Regions from separate parts of the Mus musculus genome. Here regions 2, 3, 4, 5, 6 and 7 are each linked to region 1. A link is a contact called in public Micro-C, promoter capture Hi-C and targeted proximity ligation data. All regions are on one chromosome and are shown on one strand. The core of a region is the stretch at or near the end of the contact, and the rest is flanking DNA. Distances in the headings are between cores, read along the strand shown. Region 1 holds the start of Kmt5b (lysine methyltransferase 5B). Region 2 holds the start of Ssh3 (slingshot protein phosphatase 3). Region 3 holds the start of Ighmbp2 (immunoglobulin mu binding protein 2). Region 4 holds the start of Cpt1a (carnitine palmitoyltransferase 1a, liver). Region 5 holds the start of Coro1b (coronin, actin binding protein 1B). Region 6 holds the start of Tesmin (testis expressed metallothionein like). Region 7 holds the start of Aip (aryl-hydrocarbon receptor-interacting protein).

Evidence for each region. Promoter capture Hi-C pulls out the DNA fragments that hold promoters and counts their contacts. A called contact is a pair of places that touch in the nucleus more often than the background predicts.
Region 2: a contact with region 1 is called in a targeted proximity ligation map of pancreatic cancer cells. A contact is called at or near these places in 1 of 39 promoter capture datasets (pre-B cells), 3 of 130 datasets of targeted methods (bone marrow-derived macrophages, memory CD8 T cells and pancreatic cancer cells) and 1 of 9 other capture datasets (pancreatic islet).
Region 3: a contact with region 1 is called in a promoter capture Hi-C map of neural stem cells. A contact is called at or near these places in 1 of 39 promoter capture datasets (neural stem cells) and 1 of 130 datasets of targeted methods (pancreatic cancer cells).
Region 4: a contact with region 1 is called in a Micro-C map of muscle stem cells, with 10 times the contacts expected there. A contact is called at or near these places in 1 of 39 promoter capture datasets (second pharyngeal arch cranial neural crest), 4 of 484 Hi-C or Micro-C datasets (CD4 T cells, embryonic stem cells and muscle stem cells) and 2 of 130 datasets of targeted methods (memory CD8 T cells and pancreatic cancer cells).
Region 5: a targeted proximity ligation map of pancreatic cancer cells shows a contact between it and region 1. A contact is called at or near these places in 3 of 39 promoter capture datasets (cranial neural crest, frontonasal cranial neural crest and maxillary cranial neural crest), 2 of 130 datasets of targeted methods (bone marrow-derived macrophages and pancreatic cancer cells) and 1 of 9 other capture datasets (pancreatic islet).
Region 6: a contact with region 1 is called in a Micro-C map of embryonic stem cells, with 3 times the contacts expected there. A contact is called at or near these places in 1 of 484 Hi-C or Micro-C datasets (embryonic stem cells) and 2 of 130 datasets of targeted methods (the NIH/3T3 cell line and pancreatic cancer cells).
Region 7: a contact with region 1 is called in a targeted proximity ligation map of extraembryonic endoderm stem cells. A contact is called at or near these places in 4 of 39 promoter capture datasets (cranial neural crest, frontonasal cranial neural crest, maxillary cranial neural crest and 1 more) and 6 of 130 datasets of targeted methods (epiblast stem cells, extraembryonic endoderm stem cells, memory CD8 T cells and 3 more).

What each region holds. Positions count from the first base shown.
Region 1 is chr19:3,766,140-3,769,995 of GRCm38.p6, forward strand. It overlaps Kmt5b (lysine methyltransferase 5B), which reads left to right and starts at 1,750. Exons shown (of 11, transcript NM_001379678.1): 1 at 1,750-2,201.
Region 2 is chr19:4,267,435-4,271,290 of GRCm38.p6, forward strand. Ssh3 (slingshot protein phosphatase 3) reads right to left here and starts at 1,799. Exons shown (of 14, transcript NM_198113.3): 1 at 1,581-1,799; 2 at 1,111-1,151; 3 at 313-544. The coding sequence starts at 1,646. Ankrd13d (ankyrin repeat domain 13 family, member D) reads right to left here. Exons shown (of 15, transcript NM_026720.2): 12 at 3,785-3,856; 13 at 3,532-3,695; 14 at 3,360-3,451; 15 at 2,746-3,115. The coding sequence ends at 2,902.
Region 3 is chr19:3,281,235-3,285,090 of GRCm38.p6, forward strand. Ighmbp2 (immunoglobulin mu binding protein 2) reads right to left here and starts at 1,776. Exons shown (of 15, transcript NM_009212.2): 1 at 1,467-1,776; 2 at 185-354. The coding sequence starts at 1,552. Mrpl21 (mitochondrial ribosomal protein L21) reads left to right here and starts at 1,808. Exons shown (of 7, transcript NM_001347420.2): 1 at 1,808-1,937; 2 at 3,526-3,583. The coding sequence starts at 1,838.
Region 4 is chr19:3,321,448-3,325,303 of GRCm38.p6, forward strand. It overlaps Cpt1a (carnitine palmitoyltransferase 1a, liver), which reads left to right and starts at 1,854. Exons shown (of 19, transcript NM_013495.2): 1 at 1,854-1,927.
Region 5 is chr19:4,146,420-4,150,275 of GRCm38.p6, forward strand. It overlaps Coro1b (coronin, actin binding protein 1B), which reads left to right and starts at 2,235. Exons shown (of 11, transcript NM_011778.3): 1 at 2,235-2,317; 2 at 2,923-3,125; 3 at 3,444-3,566; 4 at 3,671-3,800. The coding sequence starts at 2,925.
Region 6 is chr19:3,387,129-3,390,984 of GRCm38.p6, forward strand. It overlaps Tesmin (testis expressed metallothionein like), which reads left to right and starts at 1,729. Exons shown (of 9, transcript NM_001039657.2): 1 at 1,729-2,205. The coding sequence starts at 1,822.
Region 7 is chr19:4,119,799-4,123,654 of GRCm38.p6, forward strand. It overlaps Aip (aryl-hydrocarbon receptor-interacting protein), which reads right to left and starts at 1,777. Exons shown (of 6, transcript NM_001276284.1): 1 at 1,538-1,777. The coding sequence starts at 1,636.

The sequences.
Region 1 (3,856 bases), core at 500-2,999:
AAGGGTCATGTGCTGTTGTTTTGAGGTGGAAGACAGGAGAATTTGGGGCCCAGGGTTGCTGAAGTTTGGGTGGACTTGGAACCTGAGCATTCTACCTCTGAAAGTCAGTCTAGGACCATTGGTGCCCACTGGAGGGACACCATCTGGTGTCCCGTGTATGTTCAGCTCTTTGGCATTTGGTATCAAACGTGGCAGAAGCAACTTTAGTGTCTCTGGCACATATTTGGAGCCAAGTCCTATAGAAGTCTTGTGGGGTAGCGGTATTAAGAAACTAGAAAAACACAACAAAACTAAGATCAAAGGAATTGTTAGCTGTGTCTACAAAAAGGGAATACAGCAGGATAGATCCGATGCAACAGGTGACTGGAAAGGGCAGGAAGTCGACCTGAAGTGTCAAGCCCTGTATCTCCTGTGACTGGTCTCCTATGCCCACTGCCCACTCCCAAGATGGTCTGTAGACTGAGGATACAGGTCACACAGCTGAGGTCAGCACAGGAATTCTGGTTTTGAAGAAATATACCTTCCCAGCTATGTGTCCTTAGCAGGTTTCTGTGCCTCTGTTTCCCATCTATGGAAGGGGATAACAAGCGTCGTCAAGTACTCAAGATCAAAGAGGCAAGGGCAATGGGAGCTAAGTTGGTATTTGCTTGACTCTGCTGAGCCATCCTCTAGAAAATGCCTACTATGCTAAGGTATGTGAGTGTTCAGTGTGGTAGTGGTGTTTGCAGGGAACCGAGGCAGGCTGGGGCCCTCCTGCAATGGCCTCAGCTGTTCTCCCTGTCTCATGTGTCGCTGGAGTTGCATTCTTTCTTTCCATTGCCTGGACATTTTCGTACCTTTCCATAACACCCTCCACCTCACTCAGGTGTTTGCTTCAATACGTGACAACCTCAAACACCTCCTTCAGGTCCCAACCACCTGCTTCACTTTAAAGCCTGCGTTTTTCATAGAATAGTGTATAAGAGGCTCTGGCTCCAGCCCTGAGTAGTTGAAAAGTCACCCAACTAGTCCATGCCTCAATTTCCCTGTGTGTAAACTGGAACCCACAATACTCTCGACCTCTGGGGATTACCCTGAGGGACAAATAAAGGGACACACCAGATCGTTGGGAACGACGTCTGGTTAGGGACAAGGATGTGACCCTCGTTATTGTTGTGAGGCACCCCTTATCCAACTGCAAGATCCAAGGGGTGGGGCTTCACCATACCCCAGGCGTGGGTGCAAGCCACTCCGGATCTTCCGCCCCAAGCTCCCGGAGGACCAAACCGCCTTTCTTGCGCCGGTTGAGCCCGAAGAGGGCGAGGAGTGGCTGCGTCGTGGAAAGGTTGTCACTCAGTAGGTGCTCAAGGAGCGGCCGGTGTCAGCACGGGGGACCCAAAGCACGCTCCCTCCCCGCCTCCCGCGTGGTACCGTTCAGGTGGCCCACATGGTCTTGAAGGGTGTTTCTGCTTCCAACGACACCCATCCCCACAACAAAGAAACTCGCCATTCCCGGCCGCCTCCCCTCAGTGCACCCCGGAGGCACAGCGGGCCCGGAGCGCCGTGCGCCTCGCAGTTGCCCCCTGAAATCGCAGCTCGGGAGCTGTCCCTGGTAGGTGCAGGTGCGCACGAGACGGGGGCGGGGGCCAACCCCGCGGGGCAGCAAGCGGCCGGGGTACTAGGTGGCGCCCACCGGGCGCGCGGCGACGCCGCCTCCACCGAGATTTAAAGGGCAGCCGGGCGGAGGGATCTTCGAACGACTCTCGCTGCGATCCCTCCGCCTCGAGGCTCAGCGACGGCAACGACGTGGTTTCTTTGGTGGTGGTGGTGGGGGGGATTTACTCTTGTGCCTCCGCTGTCGGGTGCCGCGGCAGGGAACTTCATTCTCTCTGGTGTCTCTCAGCCTCTTCCCGCAGAATTCCGTCGAAGCCATCGCGGCCACTAGCGCGGAGCAAAGGTGCGCGCACGCTCGGTGTCGGCGTGGTGTCCCTCCGCCGTCAGTCGTGGACTCCTTTTCGTGTCCTTCCACCGAGCCCGGGCGGTGTCCGGGTGGCTCACCGGGGGCGGCGACGCGTCTGCGGCGCGGCAGCGAGGCTCGGGGGCTATGAGGTGAGGACGCCCGGGGACCGGAGGCGGCACCCGGCGCTGCGCGAGAACGCAGGACGCGAAGCCCCGAAGTCGGCGGATGCCTCTCAGATCCCGCGACTGCGCGCGAGGTGGAGGTGAGGCCCGAGGACTGTGAGGCGGGGGTGGCCCGGCGCTGCGAGCCAGGGCTCGGGGACAGGGGCTTGGCGCGGGCCGCGGTGGTGGCCGTGGCGGCAGGGTTGGGGGGGCCCCTCGGCGGACGCGGACTCCTTTATTTCCCCCCCCCTTCCGTCAGCGGAGGCAGCGGGCGGTGCTACGTCCGTGCCGCCATATTGGATTTTACTCTCCAATTTTTTTTTCTGAGGAAATATTTTTTGGTGATTAATTTTTCTGGAGGGACCAAAAAGTGTAGCCGGGCGCTTCGGGAGCTCGGTGGCGGAGCTCTTGGACGGGCCCGGTGCTGGAAGACCGGCAGTGCTGGCGGTGAGCCGCGGAGGACGTACGTGCGTGCGTGCGTGCGTGCAGGAACCGGGCCGCGGGGCGGGGCTGCGGGGCCGGGGCGGCCGGGCGAGCGAGCACGGCCTGCAGTGTTGGCGGCGGCCGGAAGGGAGCGGTAGCGGTCGGCGAGGGCCGGGTCGCGGCCGCACGAGGGGAGCTGCTCGGCCGCTCGGGATTGGGGGACTGTGTTTTTCCTCTTCTCCAATGGGCGGCCGGCAAGCGTCTCGCCCAATCTGCTCGCGCCGGCTCGCCGAACTTTCGGTTGTTTTTGTTTTGGCCCGAGCCTCGTTTCCTGTTGCTCCAGGCTCAGACTGTCGCGCGCGGGGGTGGGGTGGGGGTGGGGGGCAGTCGCTCGGGCCCCACGCAGTGGCACTGGCGTCACTCGATCTGTCATCCGCTCGTTCAGCCAGAGTGCAAGAAGGAGAGGAGGAGACGTGAAGTTCATCTTGAACTTTCTGATGGCGCTCACTCTGAGACAGTCCTCTCAGAGGAGCAGACAAGATGGATTGCCTGACTTGATTTGTTTGTTTGTTTTTTAAACCTGCTTTCTAGACTTAAAACTGTCTGACACAGGCCTGAGGGGTTGGGAGGCTGCCGAGTGGATGGATTCCTTAGAGGAACTCGCTTCTCCTTGTAACTGTTCCCCGTTCTTATTTATTTATTTATTTATTTTGACAGAAACGCCAGCCAGTTTGGGTAATTAGTAGACAAAACATAAGCCCTTTCAGAGGCGATGAAGAAGTTATTGTTTTTCTTTTTGCCTGAAATGATCACAGACAACTTTTTTTAAAGATTTATTTATTTCTTATATGTAAGTACACTGTAGCAGCCTTCAGACACTCCAGAAGAGGGAGTCAGATCTCTATTCTGATGGTTTTGAGCCACCATGTGGTTGCTGGGATTTGAACTCCAGACCTTTGGAAGAGCAGTTGGGTGCTCTTACCCACTGAGCCATCTCACCAGCCCCCACAGACGACTTTTGAGTGAAGTCCATGCCTTAAGAGTGAATTGCCAAAGACACACGTTTGCAATGTAGACGTGGGTTTGACCAAGTCCCTCACTAAGAGCCCCTATGGTCCAGGGTTAAAGTGTGCAAATAAATGTCTAGGTGTCATACATGGGCAAACAGTAGACTCTGAGTCTATAGCCTCTCGACATCGGACACTGTACTCCCTCTTCCAAGCTCACTTATGCTAGTTGCCATACCTGGTGCCTTTTGGCCATCCGGTCTCTGGCTTTCTCCTGTCCCAGCATACATCCATCCTTAGAAAAGCCGCAAGAGAGTATAGCCTGC
Region 2 (3,856 bases), core at 549-3,048, 500 kb after region 1:
AGACTTCTTGGGTGCTCTGGTCGCCTGACTGGCACTTAGCTGCCAAGGCGTACTACACAACCCTGGGAGTATGAGTCCATCTCTGGGCAACTCACTAGTATCAACAGAGGCCTCCTGTGGATTAACAGAGACCTCCCTCATATAACCCCAGCTCTTGGCTCACAGGGGACAAACCTCCCTTGTCCATTCCCAGCCCTCCAGAGACAGATATGCCCTTGCCTTGCTGTCTCTAGATGAAGTGGCAGAGTTGTTGTGGCCCCAGATCTCATAGCACTGATCTTAGATAGACATGAGCTCCGGGTGGTTCCTTACCAGGCGGATATCATCCTGCGGCCTCAGCAGCTCCACCATGAGGTGCAGGTGCCGCTTTTGCACTTGTTTCCAGGGACTCTGGAGTCCTTGCCCTTTGTCAGTCTGGTCCTCGGTGGGCTGTTCCTCACCTGAGGGTTCCTCCATTGGCTCAGAGTCAGCCTCAGATGCAACATTACTGTCCCCTCCATCCTGAAGTCCCAGGACAGCCCCTCGGAGCACCGCAAAACTCTGCCTGGCAGAGCGATGGGGACATGGTTCAGGTCATAGGTTTTCAAACTTTAGGGAGGCTGAGTCCCCTGGCTGGCGGAAGTGGGCTGCTGGCCCGCTCTCCAGAGTCAGATGGGCCGGAGTGAGGCACAGTTTGCACTTTTGTAACCAGGACCCTGATAGCGGTAGGCACCTAGAGCCAGCCTTGGGCTCTCAGGCTCCTCCTCACCTTGTTTTGCACCTTTGGAATGTGTTCCTTTTCGGGGTGGACTCAGATGCTATAAACTTGTTTAAGCACTTATACTCCTTCAGGTCCCATCCTGCCCTTGGTCCTGGGATTACTGGGCGAGCCAAGGTCCAGGTAATGTGTGAAAGCATCTACTGGCCAGGGCTAAGTTAACCATGCTGGTTCTTCCACAAGCCAGAGATGTGATGTTTGCCAGCTCCACCCACAGCATCTGCCTCCCACCTAAGCATGAGTTTATCTGACAATACTTAAGTGAGTCCTTGGTCCAAGCAAGACATCAGGAGTCCACAATGGCAGCAGCTAGGCCACAGGCTATAAGGAAGCATTTGTCAGACAGAACTCACCTGCGCTGGAGCCGGCCTCTGCGTCTTACCACTCGGTCCTGCTGAGAAAGCAGCCCGGGAATAGAGTAAGAGAGCAGCTTCCAGGACAGGAAGCACCCAAAAGCCTCTCCTCTTCCTACAAGGGAGCGCTAGGTGGAAAAGAAATCTCTTTCCTCTGAAGCCGCTCCCCTCCAACAGGCCCCAGAGAAACCCGGCCTAAGTCCAGGTACAGCAGTGCTGCAAGGATAGGGGGTTGCAGAGTGTGGGAGGTATTTGGGCAGATCTGGGCTTCAACAGACCCGGGCGGTTCTCAGGATTCCGCATCTACCTACGTCGAGCTCCTGGGAGCCTCAGGGCCTCCCAAGTGCCTTAAAACGTGAGACTCAAGGTCCCCCTCCGCCTACTCCCAGCCGTCTGCTAGGGGCAGGACTTGCTCCCTAAGGCCTACCTTGGCAGCCAACTGTAAGAGCGTAAAACCAAGCTAAACTCACCGTGGGTCCCACAGGCGTGGAGTGGCCACTTGCCGGCGGCGAGCGACTCACTGTGACCAGCGCCATAAGGTAGGCAGGCCCGGAACACCTGGGCGAACACCCGGCACGACCCCTCCCTCAGCCTTACGGTCAGTCCCTGCCTTCGCACAACCAGGAAGAAGAGATTGGAGCCACCAGGGCCTGGCACCTCCTCGGGAGCGGCCCTTAAAGGGCCCGACTCATGACCAGTCTGGTCGCGTAGAGCTGGTACCGAGCGACAGCGGCCCCGCCCCTGCGGTCTCGGTTCAGCTTGCCCCGCCCCGACCGCGCTAGAGGCGTGGTCAAGGGCGTGGCGCAGGTGAGCCCAGACCTCACTTTCCCTGCTTTGGTCGCTTTGCCCACAGAAGGCTTTCAACCCTTCTTGCTGCACCCAGTAAGACTTGGACCCCCACTGTTTGGTTTATGCTATGGTTTCTTGGAAAGGAAGGAGCAAGGGCAACAGTTTTGTTTTTGAGACAGGGTCTCACTATGTAGCTGACAGACCTGAAACTCATTATATAGAGCAAGTCGCCTAAAACCCAGAGATCCACCTGCCTCTGCCTCCCAAGCACTAGAATTAGAGGCATGCGCCACCATACCTGGGAGGCAATGGGTCTTAAATCTACCACCCCATTCCAAACTTGCTCTCTTTTCTGCTTGGCTGTCATTCCTCTACTCTTGAGAAGATCTGGGAGAACAGAAGGCCTTTTTGGAATTTTTGCAATAGTCCCCAATACCTGTACGCATTTCAGGTCCACCCTAGGGGTGACTAGGACAGGGCTGAGCCCCTTCCCCAGAGAGTGACTTGCTTAAAGGTTCATTCTGGTAGAAAATACTTGAAACAGGGGGAACCTGTGCCTGAGTTTTGGGGATGAGGTGGGAGCTTCCCCCAGTAGGTAGAATAGGAAGACCCAGCCCAGCGGGAGTATGGACCATCAGGCTGGGTGGCAGGCAGAACCTGGGGTTGGGGTAGCATCCAGGGAAATTTCAGAATCTCCAGGAACTCCTGCCCCGTGAGAAGTGGTCTTATTTTCTAGCTGTAGAAATGGAGGCTCCAAAGCTGCTCAGTGCCAGCTCCAGCGAGGACTACCCATCAGTAACCCCATCCAGTGTCCCCTTGGTTCCAGACCACGCAGGACAGCAAGCCTACTGCTGATGGTCTCTTTATTTCCACCTCAGTCTCACTGCTAGCCTATCTTCAGTGCCCAGGTCCCAAGCTCAGCAGCAGACAGTTTATAAATAAATAAATTACAAAACCAGGCAGAAGGCATGGCCCTGGGGAGCCGTCCCAAGGCCAGGCAACTCAGTGCTCTGTGAGTGACAGCTGCAGGATCCGCTGTAAGTCGTCTTCTTCCTGCTGACCCCGTCGCTCCAACTCCTCCTGTTCCCTTGAAGACAACTCCAGGGCCAGGCGAAGCTGCTCCTCAAAGCTTGGGGGTGCAGGGGATGGAGGTGTCTTCTGAGGAGATTCTGGACCCCTGGACTCTGTGGACAGCTGTAGGCTTTCCTGCAGGGCCCTTCAGGGTAAGGGTTGAGGGGAGAGCAGACCAGTGAGAAGGCTTGGGGAGGAGCCAAGCCCATGCAATTTTGAGAACAAGGTGTCAGGGACAGAGACAAGCAGGCCCTCTTTTGGCTCTTCATGCTCCCCACGGTAAGCAGCATTTTGCCATGTGAAGGCATGGAGCCCTTGGATCAGAACTCCCTGGCTTCCCACCCATCACCAGCAGCCAGGGACCCACACACAGTTCCTGAGGGACTCACTGCTCCAACTGAAGCTGCTCTTCAAACACTGTGACTCGGGGAGGAGGGTGAATGCCAGGCCGTGTGTTGGTCAGGGCTTCCCACACCGTCACCTGCAGCAGCCAGAGCCCAGAACTGTCACCTTGGGCCTGTGGCTGTAGAGGCCATGACCCACCTTCCACTTGCATCCCACCTGCTCTGCCTCTGTGCCTGCCTCAAGCAGGCTCTGCTGGATGGCAAACTGCAGCAGGTCGTCATCCTCATCCCGAAGGGGCTCGCTGCGCTCAGCACCCAGCACACTGTATCCCTCGGGCACCTCGAATACAGTGGGGTCCACCTCACATGGAAAAGGGCTTCCTGGGCAGGGCAGCGGAAGGGTCATGTTCAGCCCTAAGGCTGATCAGAGAGCTACCAGCTGTGAATGTCTCCTGTAGCTATAGTCATACCTGAAGCAGAAATGGCAGAACTGGAGTTGGGGACGCACACCGAGCTCACAGGCTCATCACAGCCGCAAAGGT
Region 3 (3,856 bases), core at 526-3,025, 480 kb before region 1:
GGAAATTTCAGACCCTGTCTCAAAACAGCAACAAAAGCAGCTATGCTGTTCACCAGGTTTGTAACCAGAAGGTTTTCACTGTAGTGCCACAGACTGTGTGGGTCAATTCTCCAGCCCTTCGGACAGCACAGGCCTTGATCTGACCACCAGCCATGGATGATACAAGCCCCCAGGGAACACGTACCAGAGGTGAAGCTGTTGCTAGGAAGCACCACTGCAGGTCCAAACTTCCTGGGCTCAAAGGTGACCAGCCGCTGCCCATACAGCCCTGTGCGCTGGCTGGATACCTGAAGCTTCAGCAAGCACACCCCTCGGCTCTGAAGCTCTCTCAGAGAACTGTGTTCCTGCCAGGACCTAGAAGACACCAAGCAAAACAGCTTCACTGTGCCTGCACAAGGGAGAAAGGAGTTCTGCTTATAGGCATTACGTATGCCCCAAAAGAACTCCGGATCCACTCTACTCCAATCCTACCTCTCCCCCACACCCCACGGGACAGGTACTGCCTAACTTGCTCCAAGTCAGCCAACACAGAATCTTATCATGTCTCTTTGCCATCTGCCATCTGTCTTTTGGGGCCCTCCCATTTATACCTGACTCTCTCTCTGCTTCTTACCACCAACACCCTAAGTGTGGTTCAAGGTCCCAGTTTGGCTTAAAGCATATCGCTTCATTCTCACAGCAAGCACATGGTGTGGGAATCACATGCCTTCACAGACATGTATGGGAAGGCCTAGTACACAATTCCATAGTCACACAGCCACAACAGCAAAACCTCTCCCTCATCATGACTGACAGACTCTCAGTCAACCAATCTACAGATTACACATCTGTAATCTCACAGACTGACTTCACGTCCTGCCTCCACGTGGGTTACCCTGGGTCAGTTACTTCGCCAGCCTTTGTCTATCCTTAGGGAAATGCATTACAGGAACTGCACTGTGGGATAGAGAAGTGGTGGCTCTGTCTGTTGCAGGCCTGTAGATATTCTCCTGAAACAACATGGCTCTTCAGGAATGCTCAGGCACCATACATGACATAGGCTTCATTAACTTTCCTCTAGGAAGCTGCTCTCTGGCACACCCCACTCCCTGGATCCCGAAGAAAACTTGTCCCACTCCCCATCTAGCACTGACCATCCTGTTAAGTCTCTCTCTTTCTTTCTTTCTTTCTTTCTTTCTTTCTTTCTTTCTTTCTTTTTCTCTCTCTCTCTCTTTTTTTTCCCTTGGGGTGGGGGGCCTCACTACAGGGTCTCCTGTAGCCCGGGTTGACTTCAAATTGGCTACGTAGCCAAAATGTGATCTTGAACTCCCGATCCTTTTGCCTCGACGCCCCGAAGTGACGCTGCTGTGCGGTCTTCTCCTAGGGCTGTCTCTGTGTGTTAGCCATTCACCCAGCCAACACTAGACTGGCTCCAGGCGGTAACTAAGGAGAGCTACAGAGGGCCTGGGACCTGCGGCCAAACTTACCTGCGCTCCTCCACCTCGGCGTCCCGCTCCAGCTCCAGCAGCTGTAGCTGCTGGGCCACGAAACTCTCCACGGTGGACGAGGCCATCTGCTCCGCGATGCAGCCCCTGACTGATGCTTCCTGCTCGGCCAGTTTAGTCCTGTGGGACCCGAGTTCCAGTCGGACCGTGTTCCCCACTGGACCAGAATCCGCAAAAGGCCCTGCGCTCCCAGCCAGGGCGCGGATTCCCGGCCGGTCCGTTTCCTGCGTTCCCCGCCAAGCCAGTGATTGCAGTAGGATCCCTGTTTCCCTGCTCCAGGTGTTCCCTACTGAGTTTGTGTGTTGACGCACAAGGTTCGCGCTGCTTCCGCTTCCGGTTGGGACTGTGGAAACATGGCTGCTGCCATAGCGGCCTCGGCATTGCCGGGCGCCTTCGGGCGGCTGGTGTCTGTGTGTAGCCGTAGCATCTTGGCATCCCAGGGATCCGGATCAGGTGAGACCAGGGAGGCCTGGTGAGGGAAGAAGCTAGCGGTGCTTCCGCCGTCTGCCGCCCGTGTGTCTGAGTCCACCTTGGCTCCTGGTGTGTTGGTTATGAGAGTCGTGAATATGGCACAGGGTTTGGAGTACGAGAACCTGGGATGAGAACGTGGTTCCTTCCGTTCATTGCTTAATACTGAGAAGTGCTCTTAAACTTAAGTGTAGGTCCTATAGTACAGGGACACAAATGGGTGTAGACAAATGACCTACCCAGGGTCATACAATGGGGATGTAAAGAAAGCGAGTTAGAAGCTGCTAAGTAGAGCATGGGTGTGGACAGTTGTCCTCGGGCTGCTAGCCACCCTCGGATCAGGAAAAAAAAAAATGACGTTGAAGAAAGGAGTGAGTGATTTTAATGTTAGTCTATCTTGAAACATAACAAGTAATGTGCCCTTAGTTTTGTTGACCCAGACCTTTTAGTTTGTGTATGTGTTATGTGTATGTATGTGTGCAGGTGGGTGTACATGCCCGTGTGGAGACCAGATGATGATGTCAGGTGGACACTGTTGTGTTCGACCTTTTCAGTTTCTTTCTTTATTTTTTTTTAAGACTTATTGTGATGTTTGTTTCGGGGGGGGGGGGGGAGGGTCCTTTCTGTGCATTTAAGTGAAGGTGCCTTTGGAGTCCAGAAGAGGGGGTCAGATGTTAATCCATAGATGATAGGAGAAAGGCCACCAACTCAAATCATCGTAGCCAAATTAATTAAAGCAAGCTTTTTCACTTGGGTATGCAGGCTGCCTCCACCTAAGACAGGGTTCAGGAGGTCAGCATTGGACACCCCTGAAATCAGGGTTTCTATAGTTCAGGGATAGGAGGTTTCCAAATGGGGGTGAAGCAGAACATAAGCGTAACCGGTTGGTCACAATAACCTTCTGAAACAAAAGTGCAGTTGCAAGGTAGTCGTAACAACAGGTTGTAATAATAACTTTGAAACAAAGGCATAGTTGCCGTTTTCCGGGACAGGTGGTATAAACCCATTTGTAGTTAAGGTGTGGCATAACCCAATCCTTGAGAAACAGATTTAATCATAAACAGAAATGAATCTACTTTTTCTCTACTATAAGATGGCTTTCCAGCTTAAGATAGAAGTATGCTGGTTTATCACAGATCCCTGGAGCTAGAGATGCAGACACTTGAGGCCTTCCATGTGGGTGCTGGGAACCAAACTTTATCTTCTACACGAACGGCAGCTACTCTTCCACTGACCTATTTCTCCAACCCCTCTCCACCTTATTTCTAAAGGTTTCTCAGTGAATCTGGAGCTGGCTATTTGGTTAGACTGGCTAACCAACAAGCCCTCAAGATCTGTTTGTCTCCACCCCCAGTGCTAGGGTAACAGAAGTACCTGGCATTTTATTTTAGTGCTGGTGACCTGAACTCAGGTTCTTACAGTGGGATAGCAGACACTTTACCCACCGAGCCATCCCCAGTGCTCCCCTGGACTGTTCACAGACAAGTTGTAATACAGTAGGTTAAACCATATGCTAGCAACAGATCTTTACATGTCATCAGAGTAACTACCCACCATGTTTCTCTTCTTACAGCCTCCCTCTGGTCTGCTTCTCGAAGGTTCAATTCACAGAGCGCTTCATATCCACAAGGGTAAAAATATCAAAATGTGGGTTTGGTGATTTTTCCACTTATCTGTAAATGTTACCTTCCAGTTAAAAGGTCTCTACATTTGAGGCTGGGTGTGATGGCAGACTTGGTAGCATAAGTCTTTAATCCCAGCACTTAGGAGGCAGAGGCATATGAACAGCCAGAGCTACACAGAAAAACCTTGTCTTTAAAATAAAATAACAATTTTTCTATATAGCTCAGTGATAGCACGTTTGGCCAACATACTTGAGGCCTTGGGTTCCTCCTTCAGCATAA
Region 4 (3,856 bases), core at 604-3,103, 440 kb before region 1:
CCAGTTCCTGGTATATTTTCAGCGCTCAGGGAGTTTAGGTTAATGCCCCAAGCTTCCCCATCCCCACCCCGAGGGGCGAGGGGGAGGTTAAGCTCTTTATTAATAGCCACTCCGGGAGCTACAGTCCTTGGGAAAAGGGCTATGGTGAGGGTAGAGGAAGGAAAATGAGGTCCCCACAGGATAAAACCAGGTGCAGGCGGCTCTGGCTCATTATGGTGCCTCCCCAAGGCACGAGGTGTCTGAGAGTTCCTTCTGATGTTGTCTCCGCCCCTGCTCCTGTCCCTCCTGGCCGGCAGGGAGGGCCTGCTGTCAAGGCCGCTGAGCCTCCTGGACAGACAGGGCACAGGGCCAATCCAGAGGGACGCAAAGCAGGACGCCAAGAAAAGAGGAAGTGTCCTTGGGGAGGGGACCGGTTAGGACTGGGGTTCTAGGGAGAGAAGGAAGGGCATTTAAGGTGAGTCCAACAGTCCAGGACTTAAAAGGAGCCTTAAGTAGGGGGCAGCAAGAGGTGACACTAGAGCCATCGAGGCCGATGAGGCCCGGGGGACAGCAGAAAGTGTTTCCAGATAGCACCTCTGCAGTGCCAGCCACATGTCACACTGGTCTCTGCTTCCACGCTCAGGAACAGGTGCTCAGATAAGGATGCTTAAGAAGATGGAAGGCGTTTGGGTGTGTCAGAACAATGAAGGCAAGTGAAAGACCCCGATTCTCTATGAGTCCCTTCACATAAACTAAAAATCTCAAAGTTACACCCAACAATCGCCTGTCCTTTTAAATAATAGAGGTGTAGGGGGAGATGAGATACAGCAACAGTTAACTACAGTTGGGGGCGGGATCAAGGGGAACTTTCATTTTCTCTATGGAACCCTTCCACGGCAAGGCAGAGAAAGATGGAGGCAAACAGGGCTCTTCCATGACCAGGCGTGCTTGACCTCAGAGCTGCGACTCTTCCTTCTTCAGCGCATTTATGGAGAGCTTGCTACACGCAGGGCCTGGAGCTGCAGCCTGGGAGGGCGCCCCATCTGGCGGGTAGAGTGCTTTGCCATGTCTGGCCCGACTTCTCTACACCCTGTTCACAACTCACCCTGCAACCTTCGTTCCCCGTGTGCTGCCAGCGATCCCCCTCCAGAAGCCACTCTGTCCGAGGTTCCAATCACTCCCCTATTGACACCTATTCGTTCTCAGCGTTCAAAGAGTACTTCGATTCCGTTGCTTTTGGGCGCAGAGACTTGAATCCAGGACCTTACACAGGCAAGGAATGCACGGCATTGTGAGCTACCCACACACCCTAATTGTTCCGCAGATGAGGGTTCCCCCGCCCCCTGACGATTTTATCCCAGGGAGACTATGAGTGTGTTGGCCTCTGGCGCCAACCTGCCCCCGGATGTCAAACATCTGTTCTCAAACTTGGAACCTGAGCTTACTTCTTCATTCTCTGATGTTAGACAAGCCGTTCTTCCCAACACCACCCCAAGCGTCCCACTCCCCTTTTTTAAAAAAAAAAATAATCAACCAAACAACCAAACAAACCAAAAGTCTGGAGCAAAATCAGCATAACTCCCGCAGGGTTGCAGAGAAGTTTACGGGCGGATTAGTGTAAACCGCGAGTGTAAGCCAAGTATGGTGCAAAGAGCTGTTTTGGACATGGCTTTAATGAGTTGGTCCCTTTTGTATATGAAGAAACTGAGGCTCTCAGGGTAAGGAATGTTGTCCTAGGTCTGCCGTTGGCAAGCTCGGGACTTAGCCTCAGTTTCCTTACTGACCTCCTCCCCGCAGCCCCGCCCCGTCCAGGCCCCGCCCCGTCCTGCCCGCGCTGCAGCCCAGCTGGGCTCAGCCAATCACCCGCGGCGCGCGTCGGTGAGCCTGGCCTCGCCCGCCCCGGCCCGGACTCCGCTCGCTCATTCCGCCGCCGCCGTCTGCAGACTCGGTAAGACACCGCGAGGGCAGCGCTGCGGCACCGCCCTGGGCTGGGCGCGCGGGTGTCATTCTTAAGAGTGTGGAGGGAGACCCAGACTGTGCCCGTAGGGTACGCGTGAGCCGCGCATTGGAGAAGCAGAGGGCACTCCCTCCCCCGCGCAGTGACGGATCTGGGGGATCCCGGGACGGGAGGAAAGATGCTTGGTCCCCAGACTGGGCAAAATGCCTCCACTCGGGACGCGTGGGACCTCGGCTCGTGGTGTCCCGCCCCACGGTGGATTCACTCACCGCGTGGGTTTGGGGTCTTCATTGCTCTGTGAAAGATGCTTATGATTAGGCGTGACTCCTTGGTCCCTGACCAGTAGGAGTGTCAACTCCCTTTCTGACCCCTGCTCACTCCCCACTCCGCGGGTGGCTTGGGGCCAGTGTGGACGCCGAGCGTTCTCCAGGCTCTTTCCACCCGCTACTCTGCAGGTGGATTGGTTCTCGGGGTCCGTGAGGGTCGGGCTCGGCAGTAGGAAGGATGCTCGCACAGGGGACTTGGCAGGTGGCCGGTGCCCTCTCTTCGTGCGGGTCCCTGCAGTATAGCCTTCGGGACACACCCTTGGCGCAGAGACTTAAGTGTTTTGCACCCCTCACCGCGGTTTTGCCCGGGGTTCAAGGGCAGGTGGGTGTCAGAGACTGCCCAAGGTCGCGCCGGGACCAGAGCCCGGGAGGGTGGGGGCGTCACGTGACCTGGCCTGAGCGAACTTGGCCTGGGACAGCCGGACAGCACGGTCTGGGCAACCAGGCTGTGCGGTAACAGCGGGTACCCTTCGTTTTTCTTCATCTTATTGTGAATCGGGTCTGGTTTTCGTTGATGTCACAGAACACAGATGAACGCTCAAGTTTTTAAGGAGTTAAAAAGTTCCTAGTGTGAACCAGGCTACATACAATCAAGCTCAGTACTCTCAGCTCTGGGCCGACTCTCGTTCCGTGCATTTAAATAGTTGTCCAAAAACAGATTTTAGTCGGAAACTGCTAACTTTGGAAGTTCGCAAATAAAATGAAAGTGAGTTTAGAAGCCTTTCGGAACGCGTATTTAGTTACAGCATTTTGTTGCACAGGCGTCTGGTTTCTGGTCATTCCTGATATTCAAGCGTGTTTATCACTGTCAAAACCACAAGCCAAATGACTAAAACACAGCTTTGGCCTTTTATTTGTGCCAGCAAGCATACATCACCACCACCCCCTTCCTAGTCGGTCGACTCAGGACTCAGTGAGGACCTAAAGCAGAGGACTGTGGTGTGGGGAGGACAGTGCTTGCTCCGGGGCAGTGCAGAGTAGTAGGTAGGTCTGGGCAGCGTCCGCATTCAGAGTCCTGGGCTAGACTGGTTTTGCTGCAGCACCCGGAGCTCTTTTGTCATGTAAATTATTGCTTTTCTTAACTAAAGCCTCGCTAGACTTAACCTTACACTTGAATTTTCTCTTTTATCTATTTATTTACTTTTAAAAAATGAGATAGGATCTCATGTAACACAGGCTGCCCTCCAGCCTGCTCTGTACCCAAGGTTGGTTTTGAACCCCCGATCTCCTTCCTGCACCCACCCATAAGTGCGGTGATTATAGGCGAGCACCACCACGCCCGGCTTTGAACTCCTTAACCGTCTTTGGAATCAAGCTCCGGTTAGGTTTTGTATCAAAAGTGGCCGAAGCGGCTTCCTGCACAAGACAAAACCTTTCGAGTTTGAGCTAGAAAGCCACCTGACTGCAGATGAGGGGTGGAACGCCTCCCTTCCGCCGCCGCTGCGCTTGGCCCTGACCCAGTGGTCACGAAACCGGCAGGCCTGATTCTCTCGGGAGTTTGGGGCGCTGGCCGGGGTTTAGCCAACCCTGATTCCTCTTGCCCATTTTGCCCATTCATAAAAGCGCTGCAATTTTTACTTTATTTTCCCCTTGG
Region 5 (3,856 bases), core at 985-3,484, 380 kb after region 1:
CTTCAACAAAGTTCTTGGGGACTTAATCTGCCCATTTGTAAGGAGGTTCCTTGGTAGAAAACAAGCCTTCAGTCACTGACGGCCATTATCTGATACACGCGTGAGCACCCTGAGACCCAGTGAGGCCTAGAGCCAGAGCCCTCCTCCCGGCGAGTAGCCTGGGAGCCAATTATATGTCCCCTTACACAGTCATGGTGTCTCCTCCACAGGAAATGACCTCCTCCCCATGTTGTTCGCTGGACTTCACAGGCTCTAAGGGCAGAGCCTAATGTCTGTCTCCTTTGGGGCACTCTGCTCCCTTCTCCTAATAGGGGCCTCGAAGCCTTTTCAACACCGCAGACAGGTCAGAGAATAAAACTTCCCCACCTCCAACTTTAGCCCACCCCATCTCTCAGGGCCCCACCTCCACGGTTCTCAAAGGGAGCCTTTCCCACGTGGGAGAATTGCTACTCAAAAAGAAGGTTTTACAAGATAAGGGGCTTCCTAGGGGCTCACAGCACAGGTTTGGAGAGACTTCAGTCTCAAAACAGTCCCCAGCTCAGGCAACATACTGCGGGGTGTGTGTGTGTGTGTGTGTGTCCGCCTTCCCCCTCCAGGTGAGATGCCTGTGCCTCTTCAAAGGAGCCAGGTGTTGGTTCTGAGAGCTGTGAATAGGAATATTTTGCAATTCTATATTCAGCTCTGCTGCTCATTCGCTCACCCAGCATGAAGTGGTCTCACGCTGGGTGCTGGCTGGGTCTCCCTCTGGGCACTGGAAGGCAGGGTGGAGGCTGGGGGATAAGGGGAGTGCACAAGACAAAGTCCCTGTCTTTCCTTTGCTGGCATGAATCTTAGCAGGGTGCCAAATAATTACACAATGTAGCATCTGGGACTAAGAACGATTAATGGGAACCAGGAACAGGAAGAACTGGGTGAGAGGAGAGCTCAGAAAGACCCACAGGGGAAGTGACACTTGAGGCCTGGGGTCATTGAGGGATGAAGCCTTCCCAAGGCTAGGAAGAGCTTCCAGAAGGAAGAAGGGAGCAGGATGTGTTAGCCTGAGGTGGGAACTGAGGTTTGCTGTCACTGGGACACGTGCTGAGAGGGGACAGTGCTGGGTGCCCTGGGGTCAGACAGGAATTCTGACATAGGAACATGGAACTATGGATTTTATTTGAAGTGGGGTGATGTGGGGGGTGGGGGTGGTACTTAGAACTGTAGCCACCTGGCATCATATGGGCTTCCCTGTGAACATCTGCTACCCAAGTCAAGCCACACTCCTGCCTCCCTAGCTCCAGGTTTTACAAACAGTGAGAAATCCCAAGACATTGGAAATAACAAAGTTGGGCTGAATCCCAGCTGGGAGGTCTCAATCAAGCACCTGTCCTCTCTAGGCCTGTTTCTTCAGAGTATAGTGACCACTGAGGTGGGACACAAGTCCACTTAGCCTCCCACACACAGTTGGGGCCTCATGAAGGCTAAACAAAGCACCTTTACCTCTGCCCTGCCTCTTCCCACGTCCCTCTTCCCTTTCTGGGAAAGACGGCCTCGTATCACCACTGGTTACTGGAGGTAGACACAGAGGAATAGTGTTCTCTTACTACAGTGGGTCCTAACAGGGACACCTACGTCCTCCAGGATGAGAGGAGATAGGGCAAATATGAGGAGGCAAATCCAGGCTCTGATGGGATGGAGGAGAGAAAGGACATGCATTATGCATGGGATCCACTGTCATCCTCTACTTCGATTTTCTCTAAGCCAGAGCAGGAGCCACAGGAGTCCATCAAGATGTAAGAGATTGCCTTTCACCTCTTCAATGTACATATCTGACATCAGGAACCCCCCAACTTTAAAACCCATACCTATGGCAGGGTGTGGTGGCACATGCCTTTAATCCTTGCACAGATATCTGTAAGTTCTTTGCTAGTTCCAGGCCAGCAAGTATGCAGAGTAACAACCTGTCTCAAACACAAAACAAAAAACACGTGAAAACATTGGAGGCGGAGCGAGAGAATACTTTTGGGTAGAACTGGGTAGGGAAATCAGAGGGCAGGCTTCACCCCACCTCAAGAGACTCGCACAGTCTGTACCCGCGGCTCCAAGCAGGCCCGCCCCTTTCAACAAGCAGCCCAGGGCCTGGCGACTAGGCCTTGCCCCGTGGGCGGGACATCCTAAAGCCCCGCCTTCTGCGCGTGACCTTGCCCCGCCCCCGCCTCCCTCGGCTATCACTTCCTGATTCCCGCTTCCTGCTTCCCAGAGGCCGGGATCCGGAGCCGCCCGAGGTCGCCGCCGCAGTCCCCGGCGCCCCTGGGGAGCGGAGAGCGGTGAGCGGTGAGCGGTGAGAGCGGCAGGGACGGACTAGGGGCGCAGACGTGGGCCTGGGGCAGGGGGCGCGAGCCGGAAGAGCGCCTCGCCCCACCTTCATTCCCGACTCCCTCCCACCCCCCAGCCGCCCCTCTCTCCCTTTCTGGGCTGGGATCTTTGGAAGTTGGGTTCCTGGTTCACTTGGACCGTGCTCCAAGGCCACTTTGAGGACCTGGCAGTATCCTCGACCCCTGTTCAGCCAGGGTCCCTAGGCCCGACTTCTGCAGCTCTTTGCACAGTCCCCGGGACTGAGCTGCGGCCTTGCTAGACCAACCAACCCCTTTTGCTGCCTCTTCTCCCCATCACCCAGCCTTCAAACTCTGGGTGTGGAAAGCGCCTTGGAACCATCTGGGACCTACAGAAGATCTAAATTCTGTCTCCCTTTCAGCAGCACACACACACTCAGACCCCTAGCCAGGGAGGGGATGGGGAGGCAGAGAGTGTTGGTCTGCACCTATGAGCCCTTTCTATAACTGGGGAAATAGAGACTCCCAGCTAACGCTGGACCAATTTCCTGGTGACATGCTCTGTGTGTCTCTTTGGAGAGCAGAGCTGATTCAGGTGTCTCTGCCCTCACAGACATGTCCTTCCGAAAAGTTGTGCGGCAGAGCAAATTCCGGCATGTATTCGGTCAGCCGGTCAAGAATGACCAGTGCTATGAGGACATTCGAGTGTCCCGAGTTACCTGGGACAGCACCTTCTGCGCAGTCAACCCCAAGTTCCTGGCAGTGATTGTGGAAGCCAGTGGTGGAGGCGCCTTTATGGTGCTTCCTCTAAACAAGGTGGGCCTCAGCGGGTCAGGGTGGAGAGGACATCTGAGGACACTCTGGTCACACCTGTGGGCAGGGCAGTTTGTGCCACTTCTTGGCCCGTGGCTACTGATGGATTGTTGATGGAAGTAGAAAAAGTGTTTATTGCCACCAAGTGTGGATAAGAGGCTGCAGCAGGCATTTCCTCATATGCTGGGTGGAGCAGACACATCTGGGCCACCAGGAACCAGGGCAGTCACATTATTCTTGCACCTTGGAGGGCCCATAGATACTGGGAGGAATGGAGGTCGGGACTTTGGGTTCTTCTCTGACTGCTCTTCATGACTACAGACGGGCCGCATTGACAAGGCCTACCCGACAGTGTGTGGGCACACGGGGCCTGTTCTGGATATTGACTGGTGTCCCCACAATGATGAAGTCATTGCCAGTGGATCAGAGGACTGCACTGTCATGGTGAGCAAAGGACCGTTCAAGTCAGGGTCTCAGGGTGTGGCTGAAGGATGCTGGCAGCAGGGGCAAGCACAGGCCTGAGCCCATGCTCCGTCTCCCTACCGCAGGTATGGCAGATTCCAGAAAATGGGCTGACCTCCCCTCTGACAGAGCCAGTAGTGGTGCTCGAGGGGCATACCAAGCGCGTGGGCATTATCACCTGGCACCCCACAGCCCGAAATGTGCTTCTCAGTGCAGGTTTGCACCATCCCATACCTACCCCTTGCTCTCCGCCCTTCTCCAGGATGATCCTG
Region 6 (3,856 bases), core at 479-2,978, 380 kb before region 1:
ATCTGGTGGATAGGTGTCTGAGACTCCTTACCATTCTTTCTTGGCAATTTTTGATTGAATGCACTAGGATTCTCAGGCTAGCCCTTAATGCAGTGTGCTTATTACAGCTGTGGAACATGTGTGCACAGACCCAGGAGAGCATAGGGAGATACGAGCCATTGTGACAGTCTGGTGCACGACAAGATGTCAGCCTCACCTTCCATTTAAACAGTTGGTGAGAGACTTTCATAGTATGTAACTGAGTCGGGGCTCGCCTCATTTTAACTGGAAGAAGCCGCCAGAGCACTGTATAGAATCCTTCTCAACGATATGGGAATGCAAGGTGCAAAGGAATTCTTGCTGCCGACTGTGGGATGTGGATTAGCTTACAGAGTGCTTGCCTGGCATGCAAGAAGCCCTGGGTTTAATTCCCATACTAAATAAGCTGATGATAGTGGTGCATACCTATTATCCTAGCACTCAGTAGGCAGAGGCAGGAAAATGAGAAGTTCAAGATTGCCTTTGATTACATAGTAAATTCAAGGAAGTCTGGGCCACATGAGACCTTACCTTTAAAAGATATAAGTAAAACATGAGTTGGAAGCCAACCTGGACTAAATAGTGATCACCAGGTCAACTAGAGTCACGCAACAAGACCCTGTCTCAAACAGACTAACAAGAAACTAAAATGGCTGATGAGGTAGCTTAGTGGGTAAAGGTGTGTGCTGCCAAGTCTGACAACCTGAGTTTGATCCCAGAAGCCGCACAGGGAAGGAGAGACAACTCTCGACTCTGGAACGTTTTCCTTTCCTTCAGATTAATGCCATGGTGTGTCCACAAATGTATATGCAAATACGCATTAAGTGTAAATAAACAAAACCCTGAAAGCAAAACCTGATGGCACAGGATTTTAATTGCAACTACTGAGACTGAGACAAGGTAACACGTTCAAGGGCAGAGTTCCCAGCATGTAGGAGGCCCTAGATTCAATCTCCAGTACTGCCTGAGCAATAATAGATAAATGTACTGGAAGTGACTCACAGGTTAATAGCACTTTTTTTCGCTGAGGACCCAAACTCACTTCCCAGCACCTATTAACTCAGTTTCGTAATGCCCCCCCCCCCCCCAGGTTGGACCGTTAGGGAAGGGGGCGGGGCCATCTCTGCCTGGACAGGGCGGGCCTTAACAGGGGTGGGTGGGGCCTCCCACCTAGCACTGCTTCAAATTTCCTGGAGTATTAGTCATGTTTTTAACCCCAATTTTTGGGAGGCAGAGGCAGGTGGAGCTCTGTGAGTTCCAGGCCAGCTTGGTCTACGTAAAGAGTTCTAAGCCAGCCAAGTCTACCTACTAAGATTCTGACTTAAAAACAAAAACAGATGAAAAGGAGGGGTGAAAATGATGTAAATACAGTACTCACCAATGAAATTTTCAAAGTTTAAAAAAAGAGAGAAAGAACCACCACCTGGGAGCCTCAGTTTCCCCCACTAGGTGCAGGAGAGGTTGGCTGATACCCAGTCCCTCCAGCCTCCATCCAAGCATACCGAAAGGCTGCCTTGTGGGCCAACCACAGCCCAGGTCCCATCCATCATGCTCAGGCCCCGCCCACCAAGAGCCAAAGCCCAACCTCCATGGCAAGGCCCCGCCCACCATAGACACCCACCTACCACAACCCAGGCTCCTGTCATCTTGGCAGAGGCCCCACCCACCGCAGCCCAGGCTCCGCCCCGTTCAGTCAGAGACGGGCCCCGCCCCTTTCCCTAACGGTCAACGGTCGTCCAGCCTCTCAGAAGCAAGGCGAGCTGGACGGCCGCGTCGTGTCGCTGTTCTCGGGTCCCAGTGGCCATGGAGGACGCGCTGCTCGGCGCCATGACTGGCCCCGAAGACGAGCTGGGCGCCGAGCTGTTCGGGTCAGAGCGTGTGTTCGCGGACGGGCTGGCGCTGAGCCCCGCAGGCGGTGCGGCCGATCGGGATGAGTTGCCGGTTCTGGCCGACGCCTACCTGGGCGCCACCGAGCCAGGGGAGCCGCTGCTGCGTGCGCTCAGCCCCCCGCCGGGCGCTGAGGTACCGGCCGCCCTGCTCGGCGACTTCCCGGGGCTGCCCGAGCTCCGCAGCCCAGACGACGCCGCTCCGCCTCCCGCCTACAGCGTGCACGTGTTATCGTCGTTACTTCCCGGTGCTCGCGGGCCCGCGCTGTTGCCGCTAAGCGCAGGAGTGCGCGTGATCCCAGTAAGCGCCAGCAGGGGCCACCGTCGCGCCGCCTCTCCGCGTGCCTATCCTGTGGGCTGGCCCCGGGCAGCAGGCTCAGGCACCACAAGGGATACAAGGGAGGTGGCACCTCCCTGCCCAGCCTTTTCCCCTGCAGATGACTGTGCCACACTAGAAGAGCTTATAACTGTTGCCATCACAGTGTGTGTTCCTGGCCTGTTGGACTTGTGTCTCCACCCACCTCCGCCCCAGCAGGGCTAGGGATAGAACCCAGGGCCTTTTGCGTGTTCTGCAGATAGTTTTCAGCCTGGTAGTTTGGGATTGGCTGGGAGATTTTTTTTTCTTCACACCAAAGACTTCCATTATTGAGGATTTTTTCAGTTGATGATCTCCCCCTCTGTAAGATAAGGGACAGTTCTTTAAACCTATGTAGAGTTTTGATGAATTCTGCTTCTCAACCATATTGCTAAGCTATATAGCAATTCCTTGAAATTGCTATATAACTTAGGAGAACCTCTGATTCTCCTGCCTCTACATCCTGAGTGCTAGGTGTACAGGTGAGCCCCACCACACCCGGCTGATACAATGCTGGGACCACACCCTGCCTTATGCTAGTCCACTAACCCAACTAACCCACATCCCCAACACCTCACTGTTGCCAATAGAAAGGAATCAACCTTTTAAAGGAAACCAGGCACAGGTCAGCCCCCAAAGAACCCTGCTTGGGAAACTGGGCTCCTCATCCAGTCAAGTGTGTCAGGTCTAGAGTAAGCCTTCATAGAATTTTTGTTGTTTTAAATCTCTGTGGAGATGACAGGAGCCTGGCTTTGTACACCAATAAGTCACAGCTAGTAGAGCTCAGAACCCAGAAATCCTGTTCCCTGCTCAATTTACAGAGAAGGTGGGACTCTAGCCTTCCCACAGGAACCTTCTAACTCAGCCTCATTCCCAGGCAGAGGCCTCCTCCTGGTTTCCAGTGCTTCCAAATGCCAGCAGTTTGATTTACCTTAAACAGGAGCTGGCTCAGCACCTTCTGCCTCCTAGCTCTCCTCTCCCCTCTATGAGAAGAACAGGAAAGGGAATAAGCCAGTGTGGAAGAGAGGTTTAATTATTGGGTGACAAAACTTTGTGTGTGTGTGTGTGTGTGTGTGTGTGTGTGTGTGTGTGTGAGGGGGATGGTTTCGAGACAGGGTTTCTCTGAAGCACTGGCTGTCCTGGAACTCACTCTGTAGACCAGGCCGCCCTCGAACTCAGAAATCCGCCTGCCTCTGCCTCCCAAGTGCTGGGATTAAAGGTGTGCGCCACCACACCCGGCATGACAAAACTTTAAAACACTTTTTAAAGGTTTTTTTAATGTGTGAATTTGTTTACATGCCTTGTAAGCATGCAGTACTCAAGGAGGCCAGAAGAGGGTGGCAGATCCCCCAAAACAAATCACCCACCAGTTGTGAGCCACCATGTGGGTGCTGGGAACTGAACCCAGGTCCTTTTGTAGACCTTTTTGTTTTTGTGAGGCAGTCTCATGTAGCCTAGGCTGGTCCTGAACTCTGTACCTGCACATGATCTTCATGCCTGCTCCTCCTTTCCCACAAAAGGGTTAGGATCCCAGGCTCAGGCCAGCACTCCTGGCTCTTTCTGAAGGAACCCTCCTCACACATTTTCATGCAGTTAG
Region 7 (3,856 bases), core at 527-3,026, 350 kb after region 1:
TAATCTGGGCGTGGAGTCATGTCAAAACGTTGATTCTAGATAAGATCATGTTAGGGTGAGGGTAGACAGAAGAGAGCTTGAGACGGAAATCTCAACAGGATATGGTTAGCTGAACCCACACTCTTAACTGCTACATGGCTGTGCTGCCTCTCTGAAGTCAGTTTTCACATCAGTAAAATTGAATCAACAATATCTGTCTAGCATTGTGGGAGATAAACCTATGAACACGTACCACAGGGCTCAATGGTAGCTGGGCTTTTTCTTTTACTTTTCTGCTTGAAAATCCAAGGCCTCTACATCCTAGACTCTACCACTAAGCCCCATCCTTAACCCTGGTGGTGTTACACTTATTTCTGTATTTGGGGGCTCACATGTGACATCATGCTTGTATGAGGTCAGAGGACAACCTGCAGAAGTCACTTCTCTCCTTCTACCATCTGGGTCCTGGGGATCTGACCCAGGCCATCAGGTTGGCAGCAAGCACTCTATCCACTAAGCCACCTCACCAGCAGAAGACGGTCCCCCCTCCTGAGCCCCAGTGATTGTTTAATCCTGCCTGCTTCTATTTACCACGTGCCCCTGCTCACAGATTAGTCTTATATTAGTTTATCCTAAGCTTTTCCATCTAGCATCCCTCTTGCCAGGCTCCTTCCAAAGCCTGTTCTCTATCTCCATCTCTCTAATTTTAAGACAGGGTCTCATTGAGTGTCCTGAGCTGGCCTTGAACTCATGCTGTAGCCCAGCTTCACCAGCGGCTGAGACTGTAGGCATGGGCCACCAGGCCCAGCTTGTAGATCCCCTTTTCAAGCACAGCTGATCACTACCACCACATGCCTGCCCTCTGCTCTCAGCATTTACCCCTCACCACATCAGACTAGACTCTCTGCCTGCTGGCTTAACACCACTGGCCAGAGGGCATACATTCATTCACAGAATTCTTGCTTTTGGCTTCACTGGTATCAGCTCCACAACTGTGATTAGAGATCTACAGCAACAAAGCAGGGGAACCTAGAGGTATGGAGTGCCTTAGGGAGGGGCACCTGAACTTGGTGCCCAGATATAAAAGCAATGCTACCATCTATCAGAACGCTGACATAGGAGTTTGGTCTGGAAAACTGGATCTCTGGGACTCTGTGTTTTTTTTAGTTCCAGGACCTCAGTTTCCCTATGTAAACAATGAGAATTGTCCTAGATGGTTTCAGAAGGCCCCTTTACTCAAAACTGCATGAGCTTTGAACCTTCAGGTACGGGTATCAGCACTGAGGTCACACCCACACCAAACCATTTTGAGATGACTGACACCCACCCCTGTCCAATGCAGTCCTAAAGCAAAGCCAAGGGGCGGAGTAGACATATCTGAATTAACTCCCACTTAAATCCAGACCAATCAGCGTCGAGCTCGGCATGTGAGAGGTAGCCTGACTGGCAGCTGCTCTCTGGGCATGCGCAACCTCTCACCTACGGCCTCCTCCCGCCTCGCATGCGCACCGCGCTTCAGAAGAGACGCTGGGAAAGTGGGGAGAGGATGGACACAAACCTTAGTGCCATCCTGAAAGTCCGGCAACTCTCCTCGGCCCTCCTGTATCACACGCTTTTGGATCCCGTCCTCTCGAAGTCTTGCGATGAGATCCGCCATCCTCCTTCCCCGCTGCTCCCTTTCGGCAACTTCCGGACTCGCTCGGTAGCTTCCGGACCTGTTTCGGCAACTCCTAGCGCCTCGGCAGCTTCTGAGCAAGCGCCATTTTGACTGAGGGCAGAAGCCAAAAAAGGGAGGGAATGAAGAAAAGAGCCGTGATTGGTTCCTAATGCTACGGCTTTAACGCGGCACTGGGGGCGGAGCCTGAGCCTGCTTAGGGGCGGGCCTTTGGTTGTCCCTCCCCTGCCAGTTGTGCTTAGTTGGCTTTATAGGGGTTGCAGCTCTCCTAGCTGTGTGCCACTCCATTTAAGTTGTAGATGCCCTATTATCGGCACTTCAGTTAGAAAAATGAAAAACGAAAAACACCGCTTCACCTGTGTATTCCCTTTGGGCCTTTTTTGTTTTGCTTTGTTTTGTTTTTTAGAGGCAGGGTTTCTCTGTGTAGCCCTGGCTGTCCTGGAACTCACTTTGTAGACCAGGCTGGCCTCAAACTCAGAAATCCGCCTGCCTCTGCCTCCCAAGTGCTGGGATTAAAGGCGTGCGCCACCACCGCCCGGCCCCTTTGGCCCTTTTATTTTGCATACTTTAGCATAAGTTATAACATCTAGATTCTGGACTCTAGATTCACTTGTCTTAAGAAAAAAAAGGAAGGAAACCCGGTGTGGTGACACATACTTCTCTGTAGTGTCTTCATCCCTTATATCATAACCAGGAAGATTATTTTCTTTCCCCTGAGCCCCAAGTCACATACTCTGACTGCTTCACTTTCCAGCAAAAAGTCTTGAGGGGCTGGAGAGATGGCTCAGCAGTTAAGGGCACTGACTGCTCTTCCAGAGATCATGAGTTCAAATCCCAGCAACCACATGGTGGCTCACAACCATCTGTAATGAGATCTGATGCCCACTTCTGGTGTGTCTGAAGATAGCTACAGTGTACTTATATAATAAATAAATAAATAAATCTTAAAAAAAAAAAGTCCTCAGAGAGGGGACTTTCTGAAGGGAAGAGGAAACATGCTTGGGTTTGTTTTCTATCAACACAGAGAGCTTACAGGCGAGCTAAGTAGTCTGCTGTACTCATCTTGCAGAAAGTACAACAGAAGGAAAGCTGACCGATATGGCTGATAAGTATACACCAGAGCATGAAAGATGTAGATAGATAAAAATAATAACATATTATCCAGGTTGTTGTGGTACACGCCTTTAACCCCAGCACTTGGGAGGCAAAGGCAGGTGGATCTCTGAGTTCAAGTTCAGATTGGCCTACAGAGGGAGTTCCAAGACAGCAAGAGAAACCCTGTCTTGAAAAACTAATGATAACAACAATAACAACAACAATAATAATAAATAAAATGTTAAGCTAGGGACTGAGAGTGTAGCTCAGTGTTGGAACATTTGCCTAGCATTTGAGAGGTCCTGGGTTCTTTCTCTAGCATACACACACACACAAATTAAGCTAATTTAATACACTACATAATCCTATCAGTATTCTCAGTGAAATATCAGTCACGAAAAAAATAGCGTATGGCCTGGAGTGATGACTCAGCAGTTAAGAGCACTGTACTTCTTTAGAGAATGTAAGTTCCATTCTCCACACCCACATAGCAATTCATAACCTTCTGTGAGTCCAGTTCCAGAAGACAATACGTGTTCTTGTGGCCTCTGTGGGCACCAGGCATATCTGTAATGCACAAACATACATGCAGGCAAACATGCACATTGAAAAATAATACTGTATGATCACACTTACTGAAGTGTCTACATAGACAGCTCAGAGACAGAAAGTAGAACGGTGCAGTGGGAATGGGGAAGTTGTTTTTTAAGGAAGGACTGAGTTTCTATTTTACAACATTACAAAGCTCTACAGACTGACTGGCCACACAATACTATGAATTCATAACTGAACTGTGCAGTTTGAAACTGTGAGGAAGGCCAGGTAATGTTATCTGTATTCTACTTCAAGAACAAATTTTGTTTCATACAGGCAAAAAAAAAAAAAATGCAAGATGAGAAAGACAGACTAAAGAGCAAGTAGGATTTCTCCCAACAATGTAAGACTGGAATACTTGAGATCGACTTATTCCTCAATGAGACAACTCAATGGGGAAAGTCCTTGAGACAGGGTTGAAGGATGGCTCCATGGTATAGAGTGTTGCTGTTCCAGACAACTGGGGTTTGGTCCCCAGCCCCCACTTGGCCACTCACAATTATCTGTAACTCC